Linked DNA regions of Arachis hypogaea: region 1 is linked to region 2. The links are chromatin contacts, called in public Hi-C maps. All regions are on one chromosome and are shown on one strand. Each heading gives the region's core, a stretch centred on a gene start, on an enhancer-like site or on the middle of the called end of the contact. The rest is flanking DNA. Distances are from core to core; before and after follow the strand shown.

Evidence for each region. A called contact is a pair of places that touch in the nucleus more often than the background predicts.
Region 1: a contact with region 2 is called in a Hi-C map of an unstated tissue, with 2.9 times the contacts expected there. The contact joins the promoter of LOC112705884 here to the enhancer-like site in region 2. A contact is called at or near these places in 5 of 8 Hi-C or Micro-C datasets (leaf and an unstated tissue).

What each region holds. Positions count from the first base shown.
Region 1 is chr8:7,241,883-7,248,761 of arahy.Tifrunner.gnm2.J5K5, forward strand. It overlaps LOC112705884, which reads left to right and starts at 5,328. Exons shown (of 8, transcript XM_025756890.3): 1 at 5,328-5,464; 2 at 5,943-6,879. The coding sequence starts at 6,071.
Region 2 is chr8:7,192,266-7,198,619 of arahy.Tifrunner.gnm2.J5K5, forward strand. No RefSeq gene overlaps it. Among protein-coding and RNA genes, the nearest start is that of TRNAW-CCA, 12 kb to the left of the region's middle. Within about 2 kb of position 1,771, at least 1 of the 3 cell types and tissues checked has open chromatin away from gene starts, as enhancers often do.

The sequences.
Region 1 (6,879 bases), core at 4,078-6,577, 53 kb after region 2:
GATAAGTTTTTTGGCTTTGCTACATTAAAACTTGATTTCACATTGCTGTTTTTGCTGCTGATATCAGCTTAATGATTGGGCTGATTATATGGTGTTGCCTATTTGATGTGTATAGTTCTTCACTATACTCTCTTTAAGTGTAATGTAAAATAGGAACAAAGAGGAAAGCATGAATCTAGGGGGAGCTAATCTTGAATAGGAAAGGGGAAGCAACACAAGAGCAAATGACAAAAATCAAAGGGAGTTTTTTTTAAACTTATTCAAATTCATTTCCTTTTGATTATTGCTTAAAACCATGTTTGTCATCAAGGGGGAGATTGTTGAGTTAAGAAATTAACCAAATTAATTAGTGATGACAAACATTATTTTTGGGCAAAATATATAATTAGTGTTGATTAATTATAATTACTTATTACTAATTACTTATTGTTGCAGGCCAAAATTCAACAGCCCAAATGGAATGAAAAGCAATCAGCAAGACTGGTGGGCTGGTCAAACAAACAAAGCCCAAAAGAAACAAAGCCAAAATCAAACGGGTTTCTTAATGGATGTCCGATCCAAGCCCGAGTTGATTTCGTTTCCCTCCAAACTTGATCTCACATCACAAGCAACGTTCTTCTCCTCTCTGACCATGTCAAATCATAAACTCAGAAAAGTGAGAAAGAGAAAGAGAAAGCTTCTTCCATAAGCTTATCACTAAAGAAGTAAGAGAGAGAAAGATTAAGCTTGAAACACATAAGTCTAATTAGAAAATCCAAACCAAATCAAGCTTAGGTTAAAGGTAACCCATTTCCTCTTGCATGCATCAGATCTTCTTCTCTTCTTCCCAACTCTCTGCTCTATCCGAAATGGGATACGAAGGAAAGTTGGTTTCTATTATTCTCTGCTGTGTATCCACGGTCTTAAACTTGACTTGGGGACCAAGTTGATTTTCAAGGGCTAAGATTAAGTTGACCATTGGAAGATTTCTATTGTTGTTGTTTTATGGCTTTCGGTCAAGATAAAGAAGTCAGAAGCAAAGTTTCTAATCTGGGGATTAAAGAAAAAAAAAGTGAATCTGTGGGTTGGTGAAACTCAAGGCTCAAGGTGTTGACCTTGGAAGAAGAACCAAGGAACATGCAAGGAGATAAAAGAAGCTTGCTGTTCATTCAGAAAGCAAGGAGAGATAACCAGAGTATTAAGATTTTGTTCTGAGAAGTGTTCTTTGAGAGAGTTCAACTAACTGGACAGTGTAACCTAATCAAAGGTGCATTCTGCCAGTATGAAGAACTGAATCAGAGGCTTGCTAATTTGGTTTTCGCATAGCACAAAGGTTGTTGATGAAGTCAATCTCCTTCATGATTTACTGATTGTAATGTACTTTCTAAGTTTATCTTTCTGTAATTTCTTGTGAGAAAAGGCATTGTGAGAAAACTCAAGTAAAAGCCATGAGTGGAAAAGGGCTGAGTGATACACTTGAGAGAAAATCCTAGAGTTATTTTCTGATTTCTTTAGGTTGGTTAAGTGTCTTGTATCTTGTACCTATTAGGTATCCCTTTCTTAGTTGGGTTAGCACTAAGAGTGAATAGTTAGGTGTTAGCATAGCCAAAGTCAAGTTAGGATAGAACTTGAGTGTGAAATTGGTGTATGTAATACTTTTAACTATAGTGGAAATTCCTCCATTATTGTGGAAGCGTAGGTTGCATAGCACAAGGCAACCGAACCAGGATACATGCTGGTGTTAACTTTTCTCTTCTCTGTTGTGTTCTGTTTTCTGATATTCATGAGACAAAAATAAATTGTCTCATAAATTTCCGCTGCTGAGTTCAAACAGAATCAGAATTGAAAGTTTCGTTTTAAAAAGGTCATAACAGCAACTGAAAAGGAAGGCATAGATTCAACTCCCTTCTCTAAGCCTACCACAACCTTCATCTCGCTCTCTCCATTATTCTGCATTCTCTCTCTTCCATTCTCTTAAGTGCCAACTATAAGCTCCATTGTCATTGACGAAATAGTCTTCTCTTTAGTTTTTCTTTTTTTTGTTTTCTTTTTTCTCTTTTTTTTTCTGGTTTTTCATTTATAATATTTATTTTATAAGAGTAGATGGCCGCAAACCTAGAAGATAGAGAATAAAAAGCAACACAAAAGAAACCATAAAAATTCTGGTCACTTTGATCAGCTAAAATTGGTTTAGAATTTATGAGCACTGAAAACTTCGGGCTATAAATATCATGGAAAATGCGAGAAAATTACCATTTCAATGCCTTGCTAATCCCATACTTTGATTGTTTTTGTGATAGAAGAAGAAATTTAATAAAAAAAAGGGAAAATGAGAAAAATATATTTAAGTAATTTTATTTGTTTCAGTTTTTGACTTTTTGTATTTATATTAAATCAATTATGATACTGAAACATAACTCAGTTCTATATAATTTACATAAATATAATATAAAGACTTAATTTTATTTCTGTCTTTCAATCTATCTCTCGATCTCTCTTCCAAATGCAGCCAATGTGATATATGAATTCAATGGAATAAAAATAATATCATGTCTATACCTTAGACCAATTCCTATTGATTAGGTTTATTTATTTTTGGAAGTAGGAAAAAGACAAGGTCTTTGTGGCAATGTGTAGTTTAAGTCACTATGTGGAGTATTTGGTTGGACATGTCTGATCTTTGAAGGGTTTGGATACCTTGTTCCAAATTTTTAATTAGGTAGCTGTTTTGGCCATGAATTTGGTTATGGCATTAGTTTTTCACATGTTTCCATTTATCATGCTTTAATATGGATTTGATTAAATTCTCCTAATATATGTAGTCCAATGTGATCGAATCCAGAGTCATCCCATCACTCGTAACGTTTTGTTTACTACTAGTAATGCTAGCAGCAATCATAATATATTAATAAAAAAATATTTTGTAACTTTTATTTAATTGATAATCATTTAAAAAAATGTGATACGGTTTTGGCTAGATTTATTATTATGAGTATACGTTTATTGAATAATAAGTTTTTTTTTAAACGAGACTACTTTTAAGGTTCTGTAAATCGATTTAAATTAGTTGGTTGAATTGTGAATGAATGACAAATACAATTCGATCTAACAAAAAATTAATTAATAAAAAATTGATCAAAAATTGGTGAGTCAAACAGAATTGAATATAAAATTTGTCAATTTTTTTTTGTAAAATTGACCAATTTTTAAATATACATAGAAAGAGAAAGAGATTAGAAGAAGAAAAATAAAAAAAAGAATGAGCAGATTCAAACGTAGATATGTGTTTTAATTTAGTTGCTAAAATGAGCATCTTGGTTCCTTTGATACTTGGACATAAAACAAACTGATGGTGCATATCAATAGGGGTGTATGCGGATCGGATTGGATCGGATATAGCCAGAAATTCGATCCAATTCGCATAATTTTCATTGGATCGAATATAATATTTGTGTTTTTTATTGTCAGATCGGATTGGATATCGAATATATCCGCATAATTAAATCTTTAATCATATTTCTATGTAAAAAATTCAATAAAAATATTTCTTTCACATTTTTAAATTTATTTATTCCTAAAATATTTTTAATCAAACTTTTTTTAAATAACAAAAATAAAATAATACAATATATGAATAATAATTACTAACTAAAACATACAAACAAGTAAACATAATACTAAACATATATATATATTTAATTATTATTGTGCGGATCTGTGGATCCACAAATCAAATATGTGGATCTAGAACAAATATTCACAATCTGATCGGATCGTATCCACAATTTTTAAATCGGGTGCAAATATTCACCGTAAATCTGTAAATACAATCGGATCCACAAACACCCTTACATATCAAAAGGTTTTGATAATTCAAAGCGAGTGAGTCGCATCCAATCTAAGCCGACGCAAAACAAGTCTAGACCCAGACCAAAGAAGAGAGAGCACCCACAACACAAGAAACACAATTAATTAGTTACTAACACAAAGACAAAAACACAGTTATCTCTCTCTCTACCCTCTCTCGTTTCTTGGGCCATCCACATTCATGGCTATGGCTTCACAAAGTATTCATCAATATCAATGGATGTGTCTCTTAATTTTTCTGTTCTACCTTTTGCCTTTTTCTTCCCTCCTCCAATTTTATTTTCCTCTAAACGGATTTCTCTTCTCTTTTCACTTCTAAAACCCTTTCTTTATTTTATTTATAAAGCTCTTTAGATTTTTTTTATATTGGTTGGACACTTTTAATTTTTTTAAATATTGTCATTACTCTAGAAAATTGTTGGTTTAATTAAATGCTGCTACAATTAAAGTGCACTACAGTTAAGATTTTATTGAGAAAAGAAAATATACATTTGTTTAACGTGAGTATGAGATCATAGTTAAGTACAGGTTTGGTATTATTTACAAATTATAAAATATACATTAAAATTATTATTAGTAGAATTCTTCAAAAATTTTACTTTAATAAATATTTAAAAATTTAGATTTTGTATATTCTTTATAAAAATCAATTTCAATAGTAATCTAAGAGCACATATTAATTGAACCTTATTTATATTATTTAAAAATTCATTACTCTATTTTTTGTGACCTTGTAAAAATTGATCTAAAATAATGCATGCTTAACTTAAAACTTATACATTTTTACGTATTTATTATTTAAAGAGTGTTCATGTCACTAAATTTGCTAACTAGTTCAAAGTATAAAGAAAGTGAAAATATAAATTTATTTAAACAATTAAATGAATAAATACAAAAACACATCATGCGTGTTTAAACTTTTACTGCAGAATAATTAGAAGTAGAAAACATAAAAAATTATAAAAAAAATTTATTCACTTAACTTTATTATAAGTTAGGTAAAAATTCAGGTGAAGTTGATTTCACTTGATATTTGAGAATTGTTAGATGAAAATTTAGTCAAATCAGTCAAATCATCTAACGACTCTCAGGTATCAACTTCACGTGAAATCCATTGCACTTGAGTTTCTACCTATAAGTTATTGTTATTACAAATAGAAACTCAAAAAATAAATGAAAAATCCATTCAAACAAAATCTTCTACAGATCATTCTATAAAAAAAATTTTCTACAGATCACTAAAAATAATTTTTATCAAAATCTTAAAGAAGTTTAATTTTAGTAAAAAATTGAGATAATTATAAATAGACCTAATTTACACGTACAACCAAAAAAATTCTTTTAAAAAATATTTTTTTTTTTACAATATACTAAAATTAGATTTGTCAGTATCATGCTGGAATAGTGATGCATAGTAAAGTTTTTTGTATACTGTGTAAAAAATAAAAATTCTATAAATATATTGAATCATTTGTGATTTTGGCTTTCGCTCAAAGTGCTCTCTCCCTTCTCCATTTTTGCATCCTCTTCGGACACTCCGATATTCCATTGATCTTCCACTCTCTCAACTTCCAAAGTTTTGATCTTTTTCTGATCACCATCCACCCCATGTAACCATGTAAGTTATTGCTCCTATTTCATCACTTCCCTTTAAACGTTACACTTTCCTCTCTCAATTCCCCTATTTTTTTTATTTTTTTTTTATTTTCACTTCCATCCACTTCTATTATCTTTGTTGGATTTTGACGTACTTTCAGTTTCTACCCTTTCTTCTCTGTGAGTTCATTTTGAATTTCTCTTCGTGTGCGCGTGCGTGTGATTTGTTCTTTAAATGTTTATTATTGTTTTGATTTTTGAGTTGTTGGTAGTGTTTTTTTTTTCTTTTTTCTATCGTAATTGTGGAATGCTTGTTAGTGATTACTTTAAAAGACCAGGTTCAGTGGGTTCGGATTGGGATCTATGTGGGATCTCTCGGTTTCTGTTTTCTTCTTATTATATATTATTCTCATCTTTGCGTGGTTTTGTTTATAATGTTTATGCTGGTTAATATTGGTTTTTGTGCTTTTTTTATTTGTTTTTTTTATGTATATATATAGAGATTATCACCTGGGTGGCTTCTTCGTCCGAATAAAAAGGAAAAAGATTGAATTTTGACGCATTCCCAGAACATATGTTGCTTTTTTGAGTGGTGGCTAGCTATTTCATGGGTTGAACTTGAAGAATTATGGGTAGCTTTAGCGAATTCGAAGAATGTCGGTTTTTTGATGCTCAAGAAGATGTTGTGTCCATTGCAGATTCAGTATCTGATGGAACTGACACCCTTGACATCAAATCTACTTCCAATGGAAGAATAGGATTGGAGGGCTTTGACTATGATGTGTGGATTCGGAGCCCGAGGAGTGTTCGAGAGCGTAGGGGCAAGTTTATGAAGAAGATGGGACTGAGTGTGAATGGGATTGAGAATTCAGTGGATGTGGTTGGTGTTGTTGAGCAGGAAGAGGTGAGGGATAGAGTGGAGTATAGTAGTGGGGCTGTGACTAGAACTTGTGATGGTTTTGAAGAGGAGTTCTGTTCGAGTCGGTCATCTATGTCTTGTTTTTCCAGTATTGATTCTTCAAAGGAGTATGGTTTGGAGGAGAACTTGCTGTGCCAAGACAAGAATTCAGACAAGAGAGTTGAGTGTAATGTGGATCCAAAGGGGGAACAGAGGAATATGAGGGATGGTAGGGATGTGGTTCTGGATCGGTTGGCGAATGCAGGGGAACCTGATGATTCTGAGAAACCCTCTGGGGTAACTCCTTCTTGGCAGACGAATGGGAATAAAAGGAGTTGGCTCAGAAGATTGCGGTCGTTTACATGTATGCTTGATAATCAAGGTGACAATGGTTTTGGCTTAGGATGTAGGCTTCAGAGAGTTAAGGTTCGGCAATGCAAGAAGCAAATGAAGGAATTGTCTGCTCTTTACATGAGACAAGATATCAAAGCGCATGAAGGTTCTATTACGACAATGAAATTCAGTCCTGATGGCCAGTA
Region 2 (6,354 bases), core at 521-3,020:
TTTTTTTTTCAAAATTATTTTTAATATTTAGTTGTATTTAATTTTGTCCTTATTATTTTTGATTTATATTAAAATTATCCATGAACATTAAATCCAAATAAAATATTAGGTGTAAAATAAAAAATTTTTAGGGATAATTTTGATACAAATCAAAAATATCAAAAACAAAATTAAATGAAATTAAACTAAACGTTAGGAATACTTAAAAAAGATAAACATTAAAGACAAAATGTATACTTATCTTTAGAAAAAAAAATTATTAATTACCAATAACTCAATTTTTTTTTGGCAGAAAAAAAAAATAACGTAATGAGTCACTCTACAATTTAGCTACGCTTAACTACTACTATTGCGATTTGCAACGAGTCCGTCCCACTCTACTAGTAACTAATAAAAAAATATTTAAAATACAATTAAAATCAGTTTATAATAATTTAAAATTTTTTTATTTTATACTTTTTAATTATTATTAAAATAAATAAATAATTTTAAATATAATAACTAATAATATAAATATATAACAACAATATTACATATATAAAATTATAAATATATTTTAAATTAAATAAAATAATTTTAAATTACAGTGTTCTTAACATTATTCATGATAAAAAAGAGATTTTTAAAATTTTTTATTAAAATAAATTATTTATTGTTTTAATGAATTTAATCTTACTCTAATGTAACTATGTAAGTATTAAACTTCTTTCATATATTATTAACTACGTTTTTCAGTCTTCAAGGACTTATAAATATTCAAATAAATAATACCCTAGAATAAGTGAATGCATATAATAGTAATATAAAAAAAAAATCATTGTGGTTTTAAAAACATATCAATTTTATGTTTATTACCCTAATATGAATAATAATATTTATTTTGTGCTTTGGGTCACTCATCAACATAATTTTCAATAATCTTGGTGGAAGAAAAGCTTAAATTAATTATTAATTATAAGTTGTATATGTTGGCTGTCTACGTCATGGTTCTATCAATTGTCGGCCAGAAACACAAAAAAACTGGAATATCTAACTATCATAATTAATAACTAAATGAATTTATTATAATTGGTATGAGTTTTAAAGACATGTATTAAAATTATTAATTGAAAATATTATTTTAGTAAATACATAAATTTAAATAATATATACTATTTTAAAATACGTATTAGCTAAATTTTAAATAAATTATTCAGTTTATGCATATTATTAATTATGTCGGCTTCTGCAGTCGCTACTCTCCATGGAGTTATCTATGCAGCCACTCAAGTAATTAATTAATTATTATGTCGGCTAATTGCCCACTTCTAACTTCACAAGACTGTAAGAATAAGAATTGATGTTATTTTCTATTCACTTCATGTGTCATTTATATATATGAAATTTTTTAAATATATCGATATATTAATATTTTAATAATTTTTAATCGTTAATTTTAATTATAAAAAATATATAATATATATAATTAAAATTAATAATTAAAAATTATTAATATATTAATATATTTAAAAAAATTTTATACATATATATTAAAATTAATTATTAAAATTTATTAAATATATTTATATATAAATATATATAATTTAATTTATTTTTAATATATATTTATATTTTAATATATATTATATATTAATAATTAATTTTAGTATATATTTAACATAGTTTGCGTCTAAGTTGAAGACCTATCTAACTAAAAATCAACGAGGAATTAACACCGTGGAAATTGGAGATCAGTATTAGTAGAGCACAGAATCTTTAATTAGGGGGGCCGTAGGGTTGGATCCAGAGGTTGATTTATTACTTAATTAAGAAGCAGGCACGCACCTAGATACTGATTAAATTATTAAATAAGTTCTCTGTACCTACAACAAAGAAAAAGGGTTCATGTCCAACTAACTCGTCTTTTGTTTGATATAATCTGCACCAACTCAAATTGTGATACTGTTAATGCACCCTTTTTATCGACTCATGCAAGAACTTATTATTAAAAGCTTAGTTTATGCTTTTAATAAATACATTAAATATTTAAAATGTATATATCTTATATTAAAATATTAATTAACAATTTAATATATACCCCAAGTTAATCAGAAAGCCAAGGTAATAAGTTAATTGTACAAAACAGTTTTCTCCCTTTTTTTTTGGTTGCAAGCCGGTGAAAAGGGAAAAATATATGAGATTGGAGGTCGAATACTCTTGTTACGAGAAAGTTTTACGACCAATTAAAATGATTAATCAAATTCAATTAGGTAATATTTGGTGAAGAGATAGAGATAGAAAGACTAAAGCTGAGAAATAGAGATTAAGAAACAGAAATTGAAATAAATTTTAATATTCTGTTTGGTGTAAAGTAAGAGACAAAAATTGAAATAAGAATAAAATTTTAATTTAATTTGCAGAAAGAGTAAAATTAAAATTAATTAATTGAAATGAGAGTATTTTAGGTATAAAATGTTATTAAAATTTTAGTCTCTATCTCTAAAAATTTTAGTCCCCTGTATTCTTACTTTTTAGAGATATTGAAACACTGAAATTTTGAAAATAGAGACAGAAAGTTCAGTACCAATCTCTAAATCAACAAATACGATATTGAATCTAAGTTTTTCAGTCTTTATCTCAATACTTCAAAACAAACACTACCTTAAATATTGTACATACATTTTTTTCATCTTTTAACGTATTTTTTTTTTGTTGAGTCAAGAATTAATTTAGTATATTATAATGACAAATATAATTAGTTATTTCTTAATCTTCATGATGAGTATTATAAGAATTAATTAAGTATGATCAATTACAAACAAAAATCATGCAAAGCATCTATATTAATAAGGATATCATTAAAGATGACATTAAGTTATATTTGAAAAGGAAAATTACGAGGAGTCAATGAAATATTTGTATAATGTGTATAGAGGTTTATGAAATATTAGAGATATAACCATTAGTGTTATCTTTTTACCATTAGTGTTATCTTTATTTTTTAGTGTATTTATATTTTTTTATTGTCTAAAATTAAACTTATATTAAAAGATACAAAAGATAAAAAGAGTTAATCATACAAAAATCATTTTAATCTATTGTTTGAATATTTGATTTTGAAAGTATGTTGAGATTAGAGTACACTTAGTTTCCCTTAATTAGGTTGGTTAATACCTAAGTGATTTACTAAGCTTTGAATAGTTTAGGTGATTTACAAGAGTGTGAGTTTCTTAAAATTAGTTTCTTTTTTGAAATAAAAAGTTCAACACAACAAGGTGGAGCATCAACGTTTCAACAGAAAAGTACTAAACAGATAAAATAAATTAATTTCTAATTATCTTCGACAAAAGCCATCAACAATCCAAAAGATCAAATATCACTCCACTCTTTATAACTCTTAATCGACTTGTTAACTACTTTTGTAACACCTGATTCTTGATTCCTGAAAATTCTATCATTTATTTTCAACCAAGTGCTCCAAATGATAACAATGAAACCAAACTCGCTAATATTCTATTAATTTGACTGCACGATTGACCTCCTAAACCACGTAAACTTACGGCCATTCAGCTTTATATCCACCAGTTCGATAATGCTATTAATACACTAGCGCCTTTTTTTTCTTCTAACTGCACAACCTCATTGAAGACACCCATGTAGCAAAGAGGAACCTGACATATTTCCAATAAAAAAATCCAACTCTTCCTACGTAGCAAGCTTCTCTTTCTTTATATGCACACATACACCAAGAAAATAGCACAAATAAAAAATTATTATTTGTCAATTTCCTTTCTATACACAACCATCTCTCCCCTTTGTAACAATTACTCAACCTAAACATCATAATATTCTAAATTATTAATAAACCTCCAAAAGCACCTTCCGATCCCACAAATTCCAAACTCACCACATCATTACCCCAAAATTGCACTACATCAAACTTAGAAATCACCTCCTTCTTTGTCTCTATCAATCCTAACATATTCACATTATTTTTACTCTTAAATTTTTTTCATTTTCTACTTTTCAACACCCCCTAAATCCCTCATATTCCATGAACTAAAATCATTTAAAAACTTTATTACACACCTTATTTCGGTTTTTGGGACAGCACCTTCTTGCTTTCTCTTTCTGTTTTGCTTGCCTTCTTTTTTATGCCAATACTTCATTCCAAGTTTGGAGAATAGCCATAATGTCTTCATCCTCGTCATATAAAACAGCTCCTGATTCGACAGTCAGATCCCAAGCAGCCCTATTTTCAGCCATATCTTTATCCCAACTTCCTCCGTGTTCATCTTGATTAGTTTCACCGTCTGCATCCTGCTCTAAGTCTTCCGAAGCTTCCAAGTTCTTTAAAACTCCTTCATCATCCAATCCAGTTTCCCACACTACTGTATTCTCATCTTCTAAATCTGAATCTTGCATTGCATCACCACTCATCAGACATATGCCAACATGCTACTTACCACTCTCGTCCAAACTAGCGTGGATCTTATTAACTACACCTGGTGGAATATTTTTTTCGTTGCGCTGTGCTGTTCGAACAATTCTTTGCACCTCTGCCAATCTCTTTTTCGGCTTGATTTTGCTCGTCGGGCGCATAAGGGGCTTCACGCTCCTCCTTGCCCTCCACGCCATCAAGTTCAGCACGGACATTATCACCTCCGCCACTAGCAGCTGACTTCCGCACTGCTCCTAGATCTGCCTCGTCGGCGCTGTTCACGGTGGCATCAACCCCTTCGCGAACTCCATGACCAGCCACGCCCCTCTCTTCACCGTCGCCCGTAACAGCCAGCAAGGAGACCCTTTTAAAACGCACAATGACGTACTCTCCGTCGCACCACACAGCCACTTCGCCGCCACACTCCACTAACATATTGGGCCGTATATGCTTTAACCCAGCCCCAACTGAATTTTTGTTCAACACCAGATCAATCCCTTTTTTCCGTTTATCCCCGTATTCCCAAGTCTCCATTCTTTCAGAGATTGTTTCGTTACTGATTGTTTGAGATCCCATAGATTCCGCACACACCATAACTGCCGGATACGCCAAAGGATTATCCGTTCGCGTTTTCAAAAAATCCTCATGCCACTCATCCAAATCCTCAACAGCAAATACCTTGGAATTAGTGGATGTAATCAATCTTGATTATAGGAAAAATTCTACCATTGTTGTGGAGGAGAATGGATGTAGGTCACATTGCACTTCATTACCGAACCAAGAGACATCGAGGCGTTACTATTCTTCTTTCTTTTCTTTACTGTTTTAATTTTGTTGTGCCACGGATGAGACAAAAACGAAATTGTCTCCTAAACCAGAATTCTGTATAATGTTTATTCAAGTCTAAAGTGGTTCCTTGTTTCAACCCATCTTAATTGACTTAGGAACCTTCATTCTTCTTTCACCCTCTTGATAAGAACTTGTGTTACGATTAAGAAATTTCAATGTCAAAATTGAAAAACTTCTCATCATCATCATTATATATAATTCTTCTTCTTCTTTTACCTTTTCCTAATTTTTTTATTTTATACTTTTAACAAGAATAAAAATAAAAAATCAAACAAAAAAAAGAGAAATACATAATGCTACAAACCCATCAAGAAGAGGAGGAAAAAAATGTACTAACAGCAATAAAAAATAATGATAAGGAGGAAATACGCAAAGAAAAATGTATTCATATTAAAGTGCGTGAGATACGCATTGGGAGAAGTTGGAGCGTTTTTACTAATGAAATCAGTTTCTGTTGAATTTCGGACAATTTAATTAAATTTAATTGTCAAAAAAATTTAAATGTATAATATAATTACGCTTATTATATTACCCAAACTAAACTGGTTATATATTTAAGTAAATATTTTTCTAAACAGAACTAATTTTATGATTACATTACCGATAAATTAAATAAATATGTTATTTTTAAGTGAGTAAATAATAAAGGATTTTGTTACGAAATTAACTTTTTTAAATAAATAATCAAGCAATAAAATAGCAGAAGAAACAAATATGACAAGAAGAAATTAGAGACTAGTTGTTGTTGTGGACACTCAAAAAACAAAAAAGAGACTAATTATCCCATTTACGCCAACTATATTTATAAACTAATTTTATTGATATATATATCTATATACATATATATATATATATATATATATATATATATATATATATATATATATATTCAGAAAAATATATAATAAAGACCCAAAATCCCTAGTTATGATATGAAGGGTTATTGGGTGAGGTACCTACCTCTCACGTTGTGGCAAGGTTATGGTATGGATGAAAAGCTATAAAACATGAGGATGAGCCAGCAAGCAATGGTTGTAGAGTGCTGGTACACCAACCATTTGCCCATTTTGCTGGCGGTTTTGCAT